Linked DNA regions of Mus musculus: region 1 is linked to region 2. A link is a contact called in public promoter capture Hi-C data. All regions are on one chromosome and are shown on one strand. The core of a region is the stretch at or near the end of the contact, and the rest is flanking DNA. Distances in the headings are between cores, read along the strand shown. Region 1 overlaps Twsg1 (twisted gastrulation BMP signaling modulator 1). Region 2 overlaps Ralbp1 (ralA binding protein 1).

Region 1 (6,698 bases), core at 2,093-4,592, 66 kb before region 2:
GAGTTGAATCCAAGTGTTACGGTTTGTACGCACTCAGCCCAGGTAGTGGCACTATTAGAAGCTGTGGCCCTGTTGGAGTAGAAGTGTCACTGTGAGTGTGGCCTTTAAGACCCTCACCCTAGCTTCCTGTAAGTTAGTCTTCCACCAGCAGCCTTCACATGAAGATGTAGAACTCTCAGCTCCTCCTGCACCATGCCTGCCTGGATACTGCCATGTTCCCACCTTGATGATACTGGACTGAACCTCTGAACCTGTAAGCCAGCCCCAATTAAATGTTGTCCTTTATAAGACTTGCCTTGGTCATGATGTCTATTCACAGCAGTAAAACCCTAAAACACCAAGTTACATTTACAATATATCCTAAACAAAAGTTATATCACATATAGAGTTATGTTGTAGCAAATTAAAATTACCTATAAATAGGTTTTGAAGTATAAACCTTTTTGTTAAAAGGTTTAAGCCAAATTTTGCTACAGATTTTACAGAATTTTTTTACTATACCCATTGAATTTTCAAATCCTGAGATAAAGACTGTTTACACAATAGTCTTAAAAGACTTCTTGAGAGCAGAGTGTAGAGAAATCATAGTATAACTTTAGGTTTTTCAAACCTTATTTTTAATGATGGTTCTTAAATGCTTCAACCTCCCTGTTAGCCCACCACCCACCAGAGGTAGTGGGAAAGAAAAGATACAGGGGAGGTGGACCTGTTTAGAAAGGTTCTTTAGAGCAACTCCCGCCTGTGTTGTCTGAAAATCTGCAGTTCAGTTCAGTTCACAGATTAGCAGCAACAGCTTGGTCCACTTGCAAACAATTCACTGATACACCAGTAGTCCAGTTCAGTAGAGTCAGGATAGCAACAACAATGGCACAACCTAATAGATAGCCAGGCCTCTGCCTCCGTACATGTCAACAGGAGGGACCCAAAGGGTCACCAGAAGTTCTTGGCTGTGCCTCTCTCAGGGAAGCGAAGATCAGCAAAGATGTGAGACCCACAAAGGTTGCACAGCTAGCTATACCAGCAAGCCAAGCTCTGTCTCCATCACTCTGTGGAGTCCTATTTATGCCCTCCAAACATCAGGTGTCCTCCATGTGGCTTGCCTCAGCGCGTGCATCCAGCCAGCCCGAGTCCGTGGAAGCAGCAAGAAACTGCAGTGAACCACCAGAAGTTTTTTGGTCCATTTCAATCTATGGAGTTCCAACAAATGTTGAAATTAATGTCAGTATTTGGGGCTGGAGACATGGCTCAGTGGTGAAGAGCACTGGCTTCACTTTGAGGACCCAGGTTCAGTTCTACACCTCCATTGATGGCTCACAGCAGTCTATAACTCCAGTTGCAGGGGATCCAGTGCCCTCTTCAGGCCTCCATTGGCACTGCATGCACAGGGTGCATCGATATCACAGCTATGAATGCAGGTAAAACACCCATACACATAAAATGATAAAATAAATATAAACATTAGAATATCATGAACTATAAAACAAACAGATTGAAAATATTACAGGATACTCAAGGAAAGAAAGATTTAAAATAGACGGGTGGGGAGAAAGTCAGCTAGGTGTGGTTGAAGCACACCTTTAATCCCAGCACTCAGGAGGCAGTTAGGCAGATCTGTCTGAGTTTGAGGCCAGCCTGATCTACAAAGCAAGGTCCAGGATACCCAGGACTGTTATACAAAGAAAACTGTCTCTAAATAAATAAACATAAATAAATAAATAAAATTTTAAAGTCAAACAATAATAGAAGAAAACGTCCCAGTTCTGGAGTGAGGGGTTCTTGAAAGACTTCATAGAATGCTGAGCAACTTTAAGAAAGACTTATTTACCTGTAGATAATCCTCTATAAAAATTTATTAGCTTTCAAGTTAAAGAAGATTCTAGAAGATTTTAGAAAAAAAATAATGCCTGGGTGTGATGATCCTGGAAGGCTGAGGTAGGACCCTGTGCGTTCACAGTAAGAACGAGTGTTAGGGAAGGGGCGCACAGACAGGAGGGATGGAGAGGGCAGGCAGGTGCACAGTGCAGAAACACAGCACACACCAACTGCCCTCGGTGTTCATCAGGACCACTGGGTCACTGGGCCACTTGTTTGTAGCCATGTAAGAACTAAGTTTTCTTCTCCTCATATAGTAAGTGAGCGAAGGCTGGAGCTCCACCGTGAGATTCCCATAGATGGTTGCAGAGTGCTGTTACCATGGTTACCACCTCTGCATCCTCTCTTGCCCTCCCCACTCATGCTGGTCCTCTCCTGACTTTGTCCCTTATTAGGCAGGGTCTCACTGTGTAGACCACAATGACCTGGAACTCTCTGTGGTGACCAGGTTGGCTTGAAATTCACAGAGATCCGCCTGCCTCTGCCTCTGAATGCTGGGCTCAAAGGTGTGTGCCAGCACTCCCAGACTTGATGTCTTTTTAAAAAGAAAATTTACATTCCGCATTGGAGAGAAAAATAAAAGCTATAATAGAAGACCAACGAAACATAAATAGGGCAGAAAAACAAAGAGAAAAACACGGATTGAAGAAAAATAGCAGGTTTAACTGAGAGTTCAGTTAAGAACCATTGGAAAACAGCCACACAGGGGACATGGGAGACAGACATCCCTGGCCGAGGCAGTGAGGAAAGGCTCTGAGCTCTCCTGTGAGGAGGAACTAGGCCTTCAGACTCTGAAGCACAAGTTTGAGAGTATATTTTCCTCAAGAAATGTTGAAGCTTTGTTCTATGTTCAACAATCCTAAGCTTAGTAGTACAGACGTACATGTGTGTCAGGCTACTGTCGCAGAGCTCACGTGTGGACGGAGCACAGGTGTCTGTCACAGATGAATGGGTGGCGGTACCGATGTAAAGTGGACGTAGAATTCCTTTAACTAACAACAGCTTAGTGGTCATGAGCCGTTTTTAGTTCATCCTTGTCCTACACTGTTTTATTTCTTCACTTAAAAGGATGAGCTTGCTGGGTTTAACAGTCTTACTCTCAGGACTTGAAATATATCATTCTAACTGACCATGGTGGCATATGCTGTAATCCTAGCACTTGGGAGACTGAGACAGGAGGATAGCCACAAATCTGAGGCCAGCTTGGGCTACATGGTGAATTCAAGGCAAGTCTGTACTGTATAGAGACCCTGTCTCAGAACACACAAACACACACAAGGAGCAGTAAGCAATAGTTTTTCCTTTATTGATACTTTGATGCCCAACATTTTGTCACCCTTGACCTCCATCCCTAACACTCATTCTTTTGTCTGACTTAGTGGTTTGTTGGCGATGCTTTCCAGTGTATTTGTGTTGGAATTATGTGAGGTTTTTATTTGCACGTTGGCTGGGTTTTAGATGTTGAAACTCTCTGTTCTCGTGCCTCACTTCTCATCGGGTCACTGCTGCTCCCTCACGCTACTGCTTTTGATCCAGGCCTGTGGAGTGGATGTTCAGTTCTTTGTCATCTCGGCTGCCTCAGTCTCTTGTGTTGAGCAGCTGTGGCTCTGTGGCGGAAGCTGCCTCTCCTTTTCATGATCCCTATGCTCTGGTGACGGGCATCCTTCCTGAAGCAGCCCACCCTCAGGCTCTGTCGCCCATCCCCCTCAGACTGGAGGAAGCCAGCTGCCCTAAGAGAGTGTGTTGGGCTTTCCATTCTACTCCTTCCCATCCTAGGTGCCAGAGATGCAGTTGCCAGCTGTCCCTAACTGTCCTGTGTCAGTTCTGTCCCTCTGTGCCTCTTAGCTGTCTTGTCACCTTTGTGGGTCCTGACTGTTTCCATCTCTTTCTCTTCCCAGAGTAAAATCTGTCCTTTGTCACCTGACTCTTTGTTCATGGTTGTTTCCAAGAGGCAGCTTCTGTGCCCCACCTTACCTACAGTTCCCCTCCATGTCCTGGCTTTAATGGTCACCATGTAAATTACAAACCTGCCTAGGTTTATAAATGTACAACACTGCATTTTCTGTAATGTAATGATCCCTTTGATGATAAGCACTGGAGTTTTAAGTCTGACCTTTGAACTCAGGCATTCCCCCTGTCTTCTCTGGTTACTGGTTCCTTTTGCCACAGAATCTGACAGAAGACTTGCGTGTGTGTTGAACAGTCTGCTAAGCAGCACTGGCTGTCCGCTGCACTTGAGGCTTACTTGTAGCATATGGTAATTGCGACAGTGAACATGAGAGCGTTGAGTCATGATACTGGCCCTGTTCCTAGATTATGTAATAGCAGACAAGACATTGACTTGATTTGGGCCTGTTTCCTCACTGAGAGTAAAGTGTTCTTACTTGATCATCGAATCTGTGATGCTGCCGTATAATCTAAATTGTTAAGTTAAATTTTATGAGAGATACATGTTATTCTACTCAGCTCTTGCCAAATTCTGTAAGAATATGTAAAAAATAAAGATGGGAAGAGGGAGGGAGGGAAGGAGGGAGGGAGGGAGGGAGAGAGAGAGAGAGAGAGAGAGAGAGAGAATGAATTGATTGATTTATAAAATTTAAAGAATTTACAAATTTTGGCTTAACTTTTCAAACTTTTACTCCAGGGAAGACACAAAGCTCCATATTAGAGATGATCGATACTAAAGTGTGAAGCATGACTGTTTTTAAAGTATAGTAGACAAGGAGTGCCTACCAGTATACACAGTATACACAAGACTTAATCCCCAGAACTAAATAAAGCCAGATGTTGTCTTACACATCTGTAATCTCAGCACAGAGGTTAGGGATAGGAGGGTTGGGCGTTGAAGATCATCCTTGGGCTATGTTTTGATGTGAACTGTCTCCCACTGTGTGTGTGCGTGCGTGTGTGTGTGTGCGTGCGTGTGTGTGTGTGTGTGTGTGTGTGTGTGAATGTGTGTGTGTATGAACAGCTGGTCCCAGCTGATGATGCTGTGACGGATGCTGTGGGACCTTTAGGAGGAGCCTTGCTAGAGAAGTAGGACATTGGAGCAAGCCCTGGGGTGGGGTTTTATAGCCTGGCCCACTTCCTGTCCATTCTGTGCATCCTGACTGTGGAGGTGACCACTAGCCTGGGATAGCAGGTGTGCAGTCCCACACAGGTTATACAGTGGTGGGGTTTGAACTAGGGGCTTGCAGAGCATTCTAGCAGCTGAGCTGTATCCCAAGCCCTGGGCCCAGCTTTCATGCTCATATGTTGATTGAGTTGGTGAAATCTTCCATTCTATGTCTTACACACACGCACACACACACACACACACACACACACACTCCTAGGTGTCTGTGTTGCCAAAGCCTTGGAATCCTTTCTGTGCTGTCCTGGTTGCTGTTAGTGGAGGGGAGTTTGGAACTTGGTTTGCTCAGTGGGTAATTCTCATTACTTTTTGTCTTTTCAAGGCTAAAAAGGCTGTGAAAACATCAATATGTAACATTTAAAAAAAAAAATCAGTGTTAACATTGAGAGCTTTCATCCCAGGGAATTAGCAGAATCCAGCAGTGTTATAATCCGTAAGGAGAGTAAACTTGCAAGGCCTGTTTCCCCAGGTATGTGCAACCCTCGGAATTACAGCGACACCCCGCCCACATCCAAGAGCACCGTGGAGGAGCTGCACGAGCCCATTCCGTCCCTGTTCAGGGCGCTGACGGAGGGCGACACCCAGCTGAACTGGAACATCGTCTCCTTCCCTGTGGCAGAGGAGCTGTCACACCATGAAAACCTAGTCTCCTTCCTAGAAACTGTGAACCAGCTGCACCACCAAAACGTGTCTGTTCCCAGCAACAATGTCCACGCCCCCTTCCCCAGCGACAAAGGTACCCGTTCTACTCTGCTGTCCCTGTGGTTAGGACTTCCGAGGTCTGGTGTCTATTTGAGTCAGACTCTAACTATTCTCTATCGCATGGCATCTGTGTTAGCCGTCAGGTGTCTGTCGTGGTGCCCCGTGAAGCCAGGTGTTTACAAATGATGCCAAGGTTGTCAATGAACTGACTTTTATTTTGTTATTGTGTCCGTGTGTGCCTCTGAGTGTGAGCACACACCGTCACACTTGTGGAGGTCACAGGACAGCTTTGAGGTACCCCTCCACTGTGGAGGTCACAGGACAGCTTTGAGGTACCCCTCCACTGTGGAGGTCACAGGACAGCTTTGAGGTACCCCTCCACTGTGGAGGTCACAGGACAGCTTTGAGGTTCCCCTCCACTGTGGAGGTCACAGGACAGCTTTGAGGTACCCCTCCACTGTGGAGGTCACAGGACAGCTTTGAGGTACCCCTCCACTGTGGAGGTCACAGGACAGCTTTGAGGTACCCCTCCACTGTGGAGGTCACAGGACAGCTTTGAGGTACCCCTCCACTGTGGAGGTCACAGGACAGCTTTGAGGTACCCCTCCACTGTGGAGGTCACAGGACAGCTTTGAGGTTCCCCTCCACTGTGGATTCGGGGATCAAACGCAGGTTGGGTTTGTACAGTGAGAGCTTTACCTTCTCAGCCATCTGCTGCCATCAGCTAAAATCTTTCTGGAAAAAATAGTCTTTTAAGACATCTCATTTCTAGGTATAGACTATGTAGGCAGTTGTCAGTGGACATGATTGTGATCACAGAAGAGTCAAGAGAATGGTCTCTGCTCATCTGAGAATCGTGTCAAAGAGCATTTACTAGTGAGAATAAATCATGTCTTAATGGGCTACACAGAGAAACCCTGTTGTCTCAGAAAACCAAAAAAAAAAAAGTCATGTCATAATTTTGGAGTATAAACAAAATAGGGTTTTTGTT
Region 2 (6,043 bases), core at 691-3,190:
TCATGGTTCCTTAATTTGTCTTTGTGTCACAGATAAAGACACCAAGTTTCCAGAAAGGGTGAGTCTCCCAGTGTGCATTGTAAGAGTGGTAGCTTCAAATGGTGTATAAAGAGTAGAAGCTGGAATTTTGCTCAGCTGGTTAAACCCTGCTAGGTTTTGTGGTCATTTGGGAACTGTTGGAACTGTGAAAGAAGTTATCTGTTAGCTTTTCATTCCCGGAGTCTCTTCTTAGGGAGGATTGATTGCCTAATTATAGCTGTTTAGTATGTTAAAAGCAAATAAGGCAATTTAGTATTACTTTAAAAAAAATCATAGTATGTTAATTGCCTGGGAAGTTACAGATTCTGTGACTACTGTGTTACTTGAAGGTAGCTTGGACTGTGACCAGCACAGGACCTGGTGATGAAGCCTGTTGGACATGCCTTCTACTGCCTTAAAGGGGGTCTCCATTCCTGTCCCCAGAGCTCACGTCTTTCTTCACAGGTTGGCACTGCCTGAGTTGGAGCTTAAGAAAATGAAAGCGTTTGTTTGGTTGATTGGTTGGGTTGATTTAGTTTGGTTTTTAAGGCAGGGTTTCTCTGTGTAGTCTTGGCTGTCCTGTAGACCAGGCTGGCCTCAACTTAGAGATCAGCCTGCCTCTGCCTCCAGAGTGCCGGGACTAGGCCTGTGCCACTGCCCCCATCTTGCCCTTAAGATTTTTGCAGTTCTGGTTAGTTCAAGGCTTATGGTGTTTATGGTTAAAAGATAATTTAGAAACTATTTTTAATCTTTGTTATAAAGTAACTTGTAAGGTAGCTCTACAGAAAGCAATAGCCTTTGGGGTTATTGGAAACAGCAAGGTAAGCTGGAGGGGTGGGGGGCTCAGGTTCAGAGTGCTGCTCTTCCAGAGCACACATGACCTCCTGACCACTGGGACTCGAGCTGCAGGGACCTGATGCGTCTGGTGTAGTGTACACTGATACGGACACACACACACACACACACACACACACACACACACACACACACAAGATAACAGTAGGAAGGAAGTTGCTGGACATTGTAGTCCACACAGCTAATCACTTGGAAGGCAGAGAGGTGGGAGGATCTCTTTGAGTTCAAGGCCAATCTGAGTTCCAGGACAGTCAGAGCTCTATAGAGAGACCTTGTCTCAGGTAGGTAGGGAGGGAGGTAGAAAGTAGCCAGTCAAAAGAGAGGGGAGAGGGAGGGGAGCAAAGAGCTGTGTGCATGCATGCCGATAGACAAACTATTCTGGAGGCCAATACAGAAGCATCACCTGTGGCCAGTGTAAGCCAGCCTGGGTGTCGTGGTGAGACTCATCCCTAAAAAACAAACAAAAGCAAATTGGTGTTAGTGCAGTTTTAAAAGTGATCATTTTTATTCTTTACATTATCCTTTACATCACATTATGTAAATTATCTTTACATAAAGAATAATTACAGTCTTTATCCTGCCTAGCTCCCAAATAAATGAGACAGACTATATGATTTATTTAATCAAGCTTTACAGTACACTGGCTGAGCAGTTATTAATCTTCTTTAATCCTCTAAGGCAATCTGGCTACCTCCCAGCCAATATCCCCAGGGTACTGCATTTTAGTTCTGGTCTGCCTTTCTCTGCTCTAGGTGTGTTCACCCTTCACCTGGAGAGGGTGAAGTCTCTCCCTTCTCCCTTCTCCCTTCTCCCTTCTCCCTTCTCTCTCCCTTCTCCCTTCTCCCTCTCCCTCTTTTTCTCCCTTTTCCCTCTCCCTCTCCCTTCTCCCTTCTCCCTCTCCCTCTCCCTCTTTTTCTCCCTTCTCCCTCTCCCTCTTTCTCTCCCTTCTCCCTTCCTCTCCTTCCCTCCCCTCCCCCTTCTCTGGCTGGGAAATCCAGCCCTCTTCTCTCCTCTGCTCAGCCATTGGCTGATCAGCTTTTATTGACAAATCAGATAGTAAATTGGGAGCAATGTTGACATAACATTGAGACTGGAAATTCTTAGAAGCAGCATTACAATGGCATGTCCAGATTGTAACCAGATTTGGGGGCAGAGAAATCAGCATTTGAATAATACATGGGTCATCTTTACATAAGGACATATGCTACATAGTAACATTATGCTACAAACTAGTAATTCTGACTTGGTGTTAAGGCAGTTGGAGTCTTTGTCAGAATGCAGACATTGCTCCTAATGCATCAGATAATCATTTACATTCAGCCTTCAGTTTAAAGGAGGCTGTGGTCGGTGCTCCAGAAAGGCAAGTGATGGGTGGGGGTCATATGGGAGTGCCTGGAGCACACGAACAGTTGTGCAGTTTGTAAAGTGCTTCCAGGTTGCCCAAGGCACTGGCCCCATGTCCGTTTTTCAGGATTGATCGCATTAGTCCTCTGTGTTTACTGTTTCATGTGTGTTCATACTTTAGTGTTTCTCAGAACTCGGCTTGCATACACATACTAACTACTTACTACTTTCCTCTCAACATTGATATTGCAATGATAGCTGCTATCTGTTGCCCTCTTGTGGTCACTGAGTGTCACTACTCTATTGTCTTTTGATGATTTTGTTTTAGAGGCTCAAGAGGCCAGAGATTGGATAGCTCCTGCCAGGGGCCACCTTTTTGTTTCTCTTGTTAGGAAGCTTGTGACTAACCACAATTTATACTGCATTTCTTTGGCAGCTGAAGGCTACGCTGCCTTCCAGGAAGACAGCTCTGGAGATGAAGCTGAAAGTCCTTCCAAGGTGAAGAGGTCCAAGGGAATCCATGTGTTCAAAAAGCCCAGTTTCTCTAAAAAGAAGGAAAAAGATTTTAAAATCAAAGAAAAACCCAAAGAAGAAAAGCATAAAGAAGAAAAGCACAAAGAGGAAAAGCATAAAGAAAAGAAATCGAAAGACTTGACAGCAGCTGATGTTGTTAAACAGTGGAAGGAAAAGAAGAAAAAGAAAAAGCCAATTCAGGAGCCAGAGGTGCCTCAGATGGACGCACCGAGTGTCAAGCCCATTTTTGGGGTTCCCTTGGTTGACGCAGTAGAGAGGACCATGATGTACGACGGCGTCCGGCTGCCAGCTGTCTTCCGGGAGTGTGTGGACTACATGGAGAAGCACGGCATGAAGTGTGAAGGCGTCTACCGGGTGTCAGGTATGGGGACGTGAAGGCTGCTTGGCGGTGGCTTTAGCAGATTAGCTGCACTTGGCTTCCTAAAGTGTGCTATCTTGTAAGGAGCCTAAACCGTAGTCGCTTGCGTGGTCCCTACATGACCTCCACCATCGTGGCTGGTTCTCGTGCAGTTTCCTTCCGCGAGGTTTTACTCCCAAGCCAGTCGCAGCTTGCAGCAGCTGGGCAGAATGAAGCATGTGGGTTGTAGCGTGTAACAGGCTGAGGTGCCGAGTCTTGTCTCAGCGTCTTTCTAAGCCTAGGTGTTGGGAAGGCTGAGAGCTCTGTGAAGGAAGCTTTCAGCCAAGAGATGGCTAATGACACAGCCTGTGGTCTGTTTCCTCAGTGTGACTGAACACACAGAGAGTTGTTTTCTAGATGGTTGGGCCAAACGTGAATGTTCCTGTCAGCCTCATACAGCTATTGCAAATGTCAGTGAAACTGACAATCGGTTCATCTACACACAGTTTCTACAGGAAATTGTAGTTTATGCTCGGCTGTTATGTGTTACATATTGGGAATCTAGAACCAAGCAATATATACGTTATTTAGAAGTACAAAGATTTCTTCAAAAGCAGCATGAGTTCTGTGATAACTTGGGATTCAGGCTCCAAGGTAGGCAGTATCTGCACCTGTGTTACACTCCCATGGAGAGTGGTTTTCATGGAGCGCTTTGATCACTTAACTCTTTATGGCAACAGGTGTGTCCTGTATGTTTAGACCAAAGAGAAAGATTAAGCAAGTTTTCCATTTAATTGGCTAGTATCCTTTCTAGCACATAGATTTGATACTTGGGGTAACATTTTTATGACCCAGTAGATAAAATGCTTCATTGTTTCTATTTCATAAGAATTATACACAAGCATGCAAGGTTGATTTTTACGATTATTTTTATTGATTGATTTTTGAAGATTTAAACAGTGATAGAAGCTATTTTCCCCACACTATCTTGATAAGCATGAAGACTGGGGGGGAATGAATGTTTCTTTGAAAATTTTCTGTAGCTTTGTTCAAAAATTCTTTTGTTTCTGACCTATTTTTGATATTTGTATCTTTTGGAAAACCTCACCATTCCTAATAGAATGCCTCTTTTTTTGTGAGAGCATTCAGTAGTTGTTTCCACACTGGCAGCCTCACACCATGGCACACTATCTGTGTAGCTGTGTCTCTCCTCTACCCCACTTGTCTGACTGAGATTTGACCCAGGGCCCATGTTCTTGGGAAGCAAGGGCCCTGTCACTCACATACATCCTTGGCCCCCAACCCTGGCTTTGCTATTTGTTAATATGATAATGCCTTTTTTCCCTGGAGATGTTTGGTTCTCGTTTATATCAGTTCTAATTTAAAAATGAACTTGAAAGGGGCTGGAGAGATGTTTCAGCAGTTAAGAGACTGGCTGCTCTTCCAGAGTACCCGGCTTCAATTTCCAGCTCACAACTGTCTGTAATCTAGTTCCAGGGGCTTTGACGCCCTCTTGTGGTCTCTGGGCACCAGGCATGCCCTTGGTGCACAGATGTCTGATAAATGTAGATAAATGAAAAAGCAAACACTAGTTGAAAGACAATTTAAATAATGTTCTGTATTTGCGTCATAATACTTTCAACATTAAATGTACTTTTATACTACTCTATTCTGACTAGAATTCCTTATGAAGTTTCCAGGGTTTTTTTCAAATATTTATTTATTATTATACATAAGTACACTGTAGCTGACTAAAGACACACCAGAAGAGGGCGTCAGATCTCATTACAAAAGGTTGTGAGCCACCATGTGGTGGTTGCTGGGATTTGAACTCAGGACCTTCAAAAGAGCAGTCAGTGCTCTGACCCCCTGAGCCATCTCGCCAGCCCGAAATTTCCATTTTGTTGTTGTTGTTTTGTTTTGTTTTTCGAGACAGGGTTTCTCTGTGTAGCCGTGGCTGTCCTGGAACTCACTTTTTAAACCAGGCTGGCCTTGAACTCAGAAATCCGCCTGTCTCTGCCTCCCAAGTGCTGGGATTAAAGACCACCACTGCGCAGGCCAAAAAAGAACTCAAACTTTCAAATAGAAATTAGGTGGGTGTTGTACAATAGAGAACAATTTTCCAGGAGCTTTGTTCTGCAACATGGACTTAGTTACAAAGAAACAGCTGGGAAAGGCTAAGTGTGACAGACTGACCGAGTTTCATTTTATACTGTCTGTCTTGTTGAGGACTCAGGAACCTGGCTTTCTGTGCACAGTGCATATGCTCAGATTATAGCTTCATTTGCTCCTGAGTTATTATCTAACTGCCATTATATTTAAATTTTTTCCTGGATTAAACATTTTCATAATATCCCGTGGTTTCGGGGATGTTCCGTTTCCAGCTGTGGTTTTATGTGCTGTGTTCGTTCATACAGAGTTCTGTGACCCATCCGCAGACATGGATTCTACCAGGACGGTTTGTGCTTAGTTTTGAGAAGGGTCTCACTGTGTAGCCCAGATTATCAGACTTGAGCTGGCAGCCGTCCTCCTGCCTCAGCCTCTAGTGCTGAGATCACAGGCATGTGCCCCCAGCCTGGCTCCCAGGGCTTCTCCCCGGCTGTTCTGTGTCTGTGCGGCAGGTGTGTGTGTAGTGGTGGAGAAAGTGTGTCTGATTCTGGTATCCTCTCTCTCCTAAATTTAATGTTTTAAGGAATCAAATCAAAGGTAGATGAGCTAAAAGCAGCCTATGACCGAGAGGAGTCTCCAAACTTAGAAGAATATGAGCCTAACACTGTAGCCAGCTTGCTGAAGCAGTATTTGCGAGACCTTCCAGAGAATTTGCTTACCAAAGAGCTTATGCCCCGGTTTGAAGAGGCTTGTGGGAAGACCACAGAGATGGAGAAAGTGCAGGAATTCCAGCGCTTGCTCCGGGAACTGCCGGAGTGCAATCATCTTCTGCTTTCCTGGCTCATT

Evidence for each region. Capture Hi-C pulls out chosen DNA fragments and counts their contacts.
Region 1: a promoter capture Hi-C map of liver shows a contact between it and region 2. The contact joins two enhancer-like sites. A contact is called at or near these places in 12 of 39 promoter capture datasets (the 3T3-L1 cell line, 3T3-L1-derived adipocytes, the HPC-7 cell line and 8 more), 1 of 15 datasets of contacts at CTCF or cohesin (the NIH/3T3 cell line), 80 of 484 Hi-C or Micro-C datasets (the 3T3-L1 cell line, 3T3-L1-derived adipocytes, the 63-12 cell line and 51 more), 10 of 115 datasets of contacts at active chromatin or transcription factors (the 230-238 cell line, Th17 cells, embryonic fibroblasts and 4 more) and 4 of 9 other capture datasets (adipose tissue, embryonic stem cells, liver and 1 more).

The regions. Positions count from the first base shown.
Region 1 is chr17:65,928,590-65,935,287 of GRCm38.p6, reverse strand. Twsg1 (twisted gastrulation BMP signaling modulator 1) reads left to right here. Exons shown (of 5, transcript NM_023053.3): 4 at 5,475-5,741. Among named protein-coding and RNA genes, the nearest start is that of Gm35550, 19 kb to the right of the region's middle. Within about 2 kb of position 3,342, at least 132 of the 459 cell types and tissues checked have an H3K27ac peak or open chromatin away from gene starts, as enhancers often do. A contact at or near this core is called in liver, where this site is marked.
Region 2 is chr17:65,861,343-65,867,385 of GRCm38.p6, reverse strand. It overlaps Ralbp1 (ralA binding protein 1), which reads left to right. Exons shown (of 10, transcript NM_001198949.1): 3 at 2,654-3,112; 4 at 5,781-6,043. Among named protein-coding and RNA genes, the nearest start is that of Ralbp1, 21 kb to the left of the region's middle. Within about 2 kb of position 1,940, at least 11 of the 459 cell types and tissues checked have an H3K27ac peak or open chromatin away from gene starts, as enhancers often do. A contact at or near this core is called in liver, where this site is marked.